Linked DNA regions of Mus musculus: region 1 is linked to region 2. A link is a contact called in public Hi-C data. All regions are on one chromosome and are shown on one strand. The core of a region is the stretch at or near the end of the contact, and the rest is flanking DNA. Distances in the headings are between cores, read along the strand shown. Region 1 overlaps Gm33323 (a long non-coding RNA gene). Region 2 overlaps Gm39094 (a long non-coding RNA gene).

What was found. A called contact is a pair of places that touch in the nucleus more often than the background predicts.
Region 1: a contact with region 2 is called in a Hi-C map of cortical neurons, with 4 times the contacts expected there. The contact joins two enhancer-like sites. A contact is called at or near these places in 1 of 15 datasets of contacts at CTCF or cohesin (the NIH/3T3 cell line), 11 of 484 Hi-C or Micro-C datasets (cerebellar granule neurons, cerebral cortex, cortical neurons and 7 more) and 2 of 115 datasets of contacts at active chromatin or transcription factors (astrocytes and intestinal villus epithelium).

The regions. Positions count from the first base shown.
Region 1 is chr7:129,777,864-129,780,563 of GRCm38.p6, reverse strand. All of the region lies in intron 1 of Gm33323 (a long non-coding RNA gene), which reads right to left. Among named protein-coding and RNA genes, the nearest start is that of Gm33398, 15 kb to the right of the region's middle. Within about 2 kb of position 1,268, at least 48 of the 459 cell types and tissues checked have an H3K27ac peak or open chromatin away from gene starts, as enhancers often do. A contact at or near this core is called in cerebral cortex, cortical neurons and neural progenitor cells, where this site is marked.
Region 2 is chr7:129,660,856-129,663,555 of GRCm38.p6, reverse strand. It overlaps Gm39094 (a long non-coding RNA gene), which reads right to left. Exons shown (of 3, transcript XR_869977.1): 2 at 2,596-2,700; 3 at 494-1,025. Among named protein-coding and RNA genes, the nearest start is that of Gm39094, 4.1 kb to the right of the region's middle. Within about 2 kb of position 1,290, at least 56 of the 459 cell types and tissues checked have an H3K27ac peak or open chromatin away from gene starts, as enhancers often do. A contact at or near this core is called in cerebral cortex, cortical neurons and neural progenitor cells, where this site is marked.

The sequences.
Region 1 (2,700 bases), core at 19-2,518, 120 kb before region 2:
ACAGTGGCTTTTGCTGAACATGGGATGCCCAAGCTGACTATGATGAGTCAGGACAGTCATGGACCAAAGAAATGCAAGCTGGAAGGCAGAAGGCTAACCATACCCACAAGGTACCCCAAGAGCCACTCAAGAAGTCTCCCTGGCTGAGAGAAGGCCACAGAAACGCTGGGCAGGGACAAGATAATTGTCTCTTCAACTCTAGATCCACAGGGGATCTAGGCATGTGCATCCCGTTGCTTCTGACCTGTAACCTTCCTTCCTTCACTTACATTTGTTTTTTGTTTTTTTTTGTTTTGTTTTGTTTTGTTTTTTCTTCACAGAAGAACTGCTAGTTCCCAGGATACTAGGTTAGGCCCCGCAGTCTACATTGACTGCTCAGGGTGTATGACCTGTGCTTTTGTAATGTATAGGCATTGTAATACACACCCATTACTGCCCTGCAGTGCCCTAAGGAATTCAGTAAGACAAAAACCGGGGAATCTCCTTGCATATCAAACCCATTTGAGGTTTCTCACCGTTTTGGGACAGACTCTTCTCTGTCGCCAGAGAAACCCAGGACAAAAGACAGAAAACTAGTAGTTTGCTGGAAATGATGCGCCTGCTCTTGGTGTTGGTTCCAGACAGTTCTAGGATGGATAAGAAGGGGCATTTGGAGAGTTTAAGTACTACTCGCTCTCTGTAAGTGGCAGGGTTCAGGTTTGAACCCTAATCTGTCTGAGGAGTCCTAGGTCACTCATTATACTATAAGATCTCCTGGACCTCTCAACACTGGCCAAAGTAGCAACAGAGGGGAGCTGATGGTGGATGCTTGGCCTCTCCTTCCTTCTTAGATCCTCAGGGCTTACAAAGTGCTTGGCACACAGTGGACTCTGGGATGATCCTGTTAGATAGTATTGAATGAAATAATGCCCCATCCCACTGACCGTTCCTGTGCACTTTTGCCACAACCAGGACTCAGCCAAGCCATCCCTGAAGAGCCTTCCGAAGGCATTTGTCAGGTTCCTTCATCTCCTCTGAATGACATACTCATCTCTGGCTGCCAGGATAACAATCCTTGTAATACAGCCTCTTGTCTTTATAAAGGATAGAAAAGCATCTCCCCTCTGCCCAGCCCCCTACTGATCCACTCATTTTCCAACCTCTCCCTGCCAGCAGGCCAAGCTACGGTTGATTAGGGCAATGAGGCTTGCTCCGGCTTCCTCTGTCCCTCCCCAGGTCCTTGGCACTGAGCAGCAGTCCACTGTCTATCAATACTGTCTGGCACCAGAAGAAAGCCCCTCTCCCTTCCTGCACCCAGCATCCAGTTGCCTAGAAACCAGGACAGAAGCCGAGAGCATCTTGGGTTTCTTTTTCATTTCCTTGCCAGGTCTCAAAAGCAAGCAGTTGTTTGTTTTACGCAGAATGTTGTACAGTGGAGGCCTTGCCTTAACCTTGCCCAGATGATTTCATCAACCTGCGTCATGGTGATGCAGACTGACAGGGACAGCCACCGAGGGCTCAGCATCAGTGCCATTTGGTGATCGGTGCACCCGCTCATAATTAACAATGAGTGCTGAACATGGATTGTTTTAGAGACAGCCAGGCTGAGGATCGACCCGTATGTGTGAGTGTGTGTGTGTGTGTGTGTGTGTGTGTGTGTGTGTGTGCCTGTGGGTGTGCCCAGGCACGTGTTAAAATTGGCAGCATTGTGAACTGCAACTCGCTGTAGCCACGTGCAGAAAGGAAGAGAGATTTTTCTTTTCCCAGCAGAACAAAAGCCTGTCTTGAACATCCTTTCTGACTTTGCTAGACGACACCACACAATTCTGGGCAGGGTGAAGGTGCCAAGATTCTGCATGGCTCTTCCTCAGGAAGACCTAGTGGAAAGATGGATCATTTTTACAGGAGCCTGGGAAGAGGTGCAGGTTTAACAGTTACAAATGGGATGGAAGCCACTCCACCCTGTTCCATGCTTAGGACAGGGTCTCTCCTGAATCTCAGGCTGACCTTGGGCTCATTATACAGCCCAGGATGACCTTGACCTTCTCATCCACCAGCTTTCAACCCCAAGATGCTGAAATTGCAGCCAGGAGCAAACATGCCTGGCTTATGTGGTACTGGGGAGTGAAGCCAGGACTCTGTACATACTCTACCAGCTGAGCCATGTTCCCAACCCTCCACTCTGAGCTCTTGTCTTAGCTCTAAGAGGACCAAAGAGTGGTTAGGACCGAGCCTGGCTGATGTCATCTCATGTTCTGTTCCACCTGAATACTGTCCTCAAAGCTTATGGGATTACATCTGTGCTGAAGGGGGACCAAATTCACCCTTGCCAAGGCTCCCTTGTGTACCCAAGTATGACACCTTTTGAGGAGCCCAGAAAGCCAGACTTAATGGAGCAAGCCACTTATCAGGAGTGCTGAGCCATGGACCTGGCTTCTCATTAGGTCTCGGTACCATAAATGTATCCTGGTTCTCTGGACAGGGATGGACCAGCATATTGCCTGAGGTTAGACAGCTAATGAACCTGAACTCCACAATCTGAACTCCATAGCTGACTCAGAAATTCTTATGAAAATACTTCAGCTATCTTCCTGTATCTGCAGAGACCTCCAGGAGTTACAGGCTCCCAGCACAGTAGTCTCTTGGAAAATGCTTATCACAACTGAGTAACTTGGAAGGGAGCAGGTCTGAAAAGAAATCTATTTGCTACGTTTTCATAGT
Region 2 (2,700 bases), core at 41-2,540:
TGGAGATGCTTTCCTCCCTAGCCAAACTCACTGATGCTGCAATCAAATGGTACTTCAGACGCCTTTCTCTGCTTTGTAGTTCCTCAAAACATTCCAAGTGTGGGGCTTTGCCATCAAAAACAGTAAAAAGGGTTGTAGTCTGATGTCCAACCTGGGGCCTAAATGCTGTACCCTGACCTGTGTGCATGCACGTGAGTGTGTGTATGTGAGTGTGTGTGTGTGTGTGTATGTGAGTGTGTGTGAGTGTGTGTGTATGTTGGTGTGTGTGTGTATGTGAGTGTGTGTATGTGAGTGTGTGTGTGAGTGTGTGTGTGTGAGTGTGTGTATGTGAGTGTGTGTGTGTGAGTGTGTGTGAGTATGTGTGAGTGTGTGTGTGTATGTGAGTGTGTGTATGTGAGTGTGTGTGAGTGTGTGTATATGTTAGTGTGTGTGTATGTGAGTGTATATGTGAGTGTATGTGAGTGTGTGTGTGAGTGTGTGTGTGTGAGTGTGTGTGTGTGTGTGTGTGTGTGTGTGTGTGTGTGTGTGTGTGTGTTTGCAGGTGCATGACTATGTATAGGTATGAGTACATATGTGTCTGTGGAGACCAGAGGACAATCTCAACTGTAGTTCCTCATAATCCATCATGTTTTGTGAGAAAAAAAAAAAAAACTCTCACTTTTACCTGCAACTCACCAGTTTGGCTGCTGGCTACCAGTGAGCCCCAGGGAGCCACGGTCTTTGCTTCTTTAGAGCTGAGATTATAAGTGTGTGCCACAATGCTCAACTAGATTTTTAAACATAGGAGCTGCACATTGAACAGTTAGGTCTTTGTGTGTGCAAGGCAAGCACTTACTTACTGAGCCACCGCGCAATCCCACGACACACACGCTTTTAAGCCAGTAAATCTTAACTCTTAGATGCAGCTTTCCAGCGTGGCACACGGGCTCGGAAGGATCGATAGCAGCCGGTCACAAAGACAGGCATGCGCAGTTGATCCAGCATCTCAGTCTGTGCCTTCTACAGTACAGCGTTCAAACAGCAGTCTAGAAGGAAAAAGCCAGAGAGATGCAGACTTGTCAAGCCTCATCCTGCAGAGACAGAGACCAGGGAAAGATGCTATTGGGAAGGGAGTGGAACCTGAGCCCAGCTCCTGTGAACACCTTTGGCCATTGTTGCTTTGTTTTGTCAGTTAGTTTGTTTGTTTACAATCAGAAAACACAAGTTGCATGCAGAACACTGCACTGCGCCAAAGCAAAATTACAAGCAGCATGTTTCCTGACTACAAGGCAACATCTGCTAAGTTCCTCCCACGCAGCCCTGGGCCCTGCTAACTAACAATGGACCACGTCCTGGGCAAAGGACTTGCTCTCCCAGAGACCACACTCCCCAGACAGTCACGCTGCCAGAGTAACCCTGCAATTTTTGCTCAGGCGTTGAAGAGAACTAGATAATATTAGGCTCAATTCTGCTTAGACAGGGGCTTATTTCTTCTAAAAACAGAGAAGGAGACAGACAAAATTCCTGCCCAAATCTGTTAGCCGTGGCCTTGTGGCCAAATCCCAGGAATTCTGCCCTGGCTGGAAAGACTAAGACCTCAGCACTTCTGAGCAAGGGGGATTTGGGCCAGAGACTCCACCTCGCATTCCTGGTCTCAGAATGGTAGCAAGATTCCTCAGAGGGAACAGGCCCTCCAGGGCATTCTGACTCTGTGGAAAGAAGCTATGGTACCTGGAGACTTCTGTTCTTTTTCTTTCTGTTTTTATTATTATTGCAAGAATTTTAATGATTCCATAGTTGGGATGGAGATATGGAGATTTGAACTTACAAAGTTTGACGCCAGGAGAGACCCCCATCTCAAAAAGAGGAGGATGGCGCCTAGATATTGACAAAGGAAATTGTTCTGGGATCTACACACACACACACACACACACACACACACACATACACACTAGACTAGCACCTGGTAAGCATCCTAGAAACATTCATTGTAAAAATAGCATTCTCTTAGTTATAGAAGGGGCTCTCACTGGAAACAAATTTTGAAAACACAAATGAGTGAGGGGACACAGTTGAATTCATCTGCTATTTCAGTTCATACACATGGTGCCTTATTAAAATATGTCTTCTGGAATCTTCTATCTATAAACCAAGTGTGTCTACATCACATATCCTAATTAAGCACTTTTTTACTCACAAGGAAATGGAGTGTGTGTGTGTGTGTGTGTGTGTACTAGCTTGTAGTTACTCCTCCATATTTACTGGCATCTAATTTGCATATAATCTGCAAGCACCCTCCCATGCATTATAAATTATCCCTGTATTGCTTATAGTGACTGATGCAATGTAAGTGCTAGAGAGATACTACATTGTTTTGTTTAGAGGATAACAAGAATAAAAGATATGTGCACGTATTCAATGCAGTTGCAAGGGTTTTTTTTTCCAAAATTTTATGTGTGCATGATGTACGCCTGTGTATGTGTGAGTGTTAGCATGTGTGACACAGCACGTGTGTGCCATGGTGTGTGTGTGACGGTGCATGTGTGAAGGGCAGAGGACATCTCAGGTGCTGGTCCTTCTGGTTTACCTTAAACAAGATCTTTTGATTTATTTTACCTTTATTGCTTCTGCATGCATGCATGCATGTGCGCGGGTGCACGTCTGCGTGTCACAGAATACGTGTGGAGTCAGAGGACAGCTTTGTGGAAGTTGGTTCTCTTC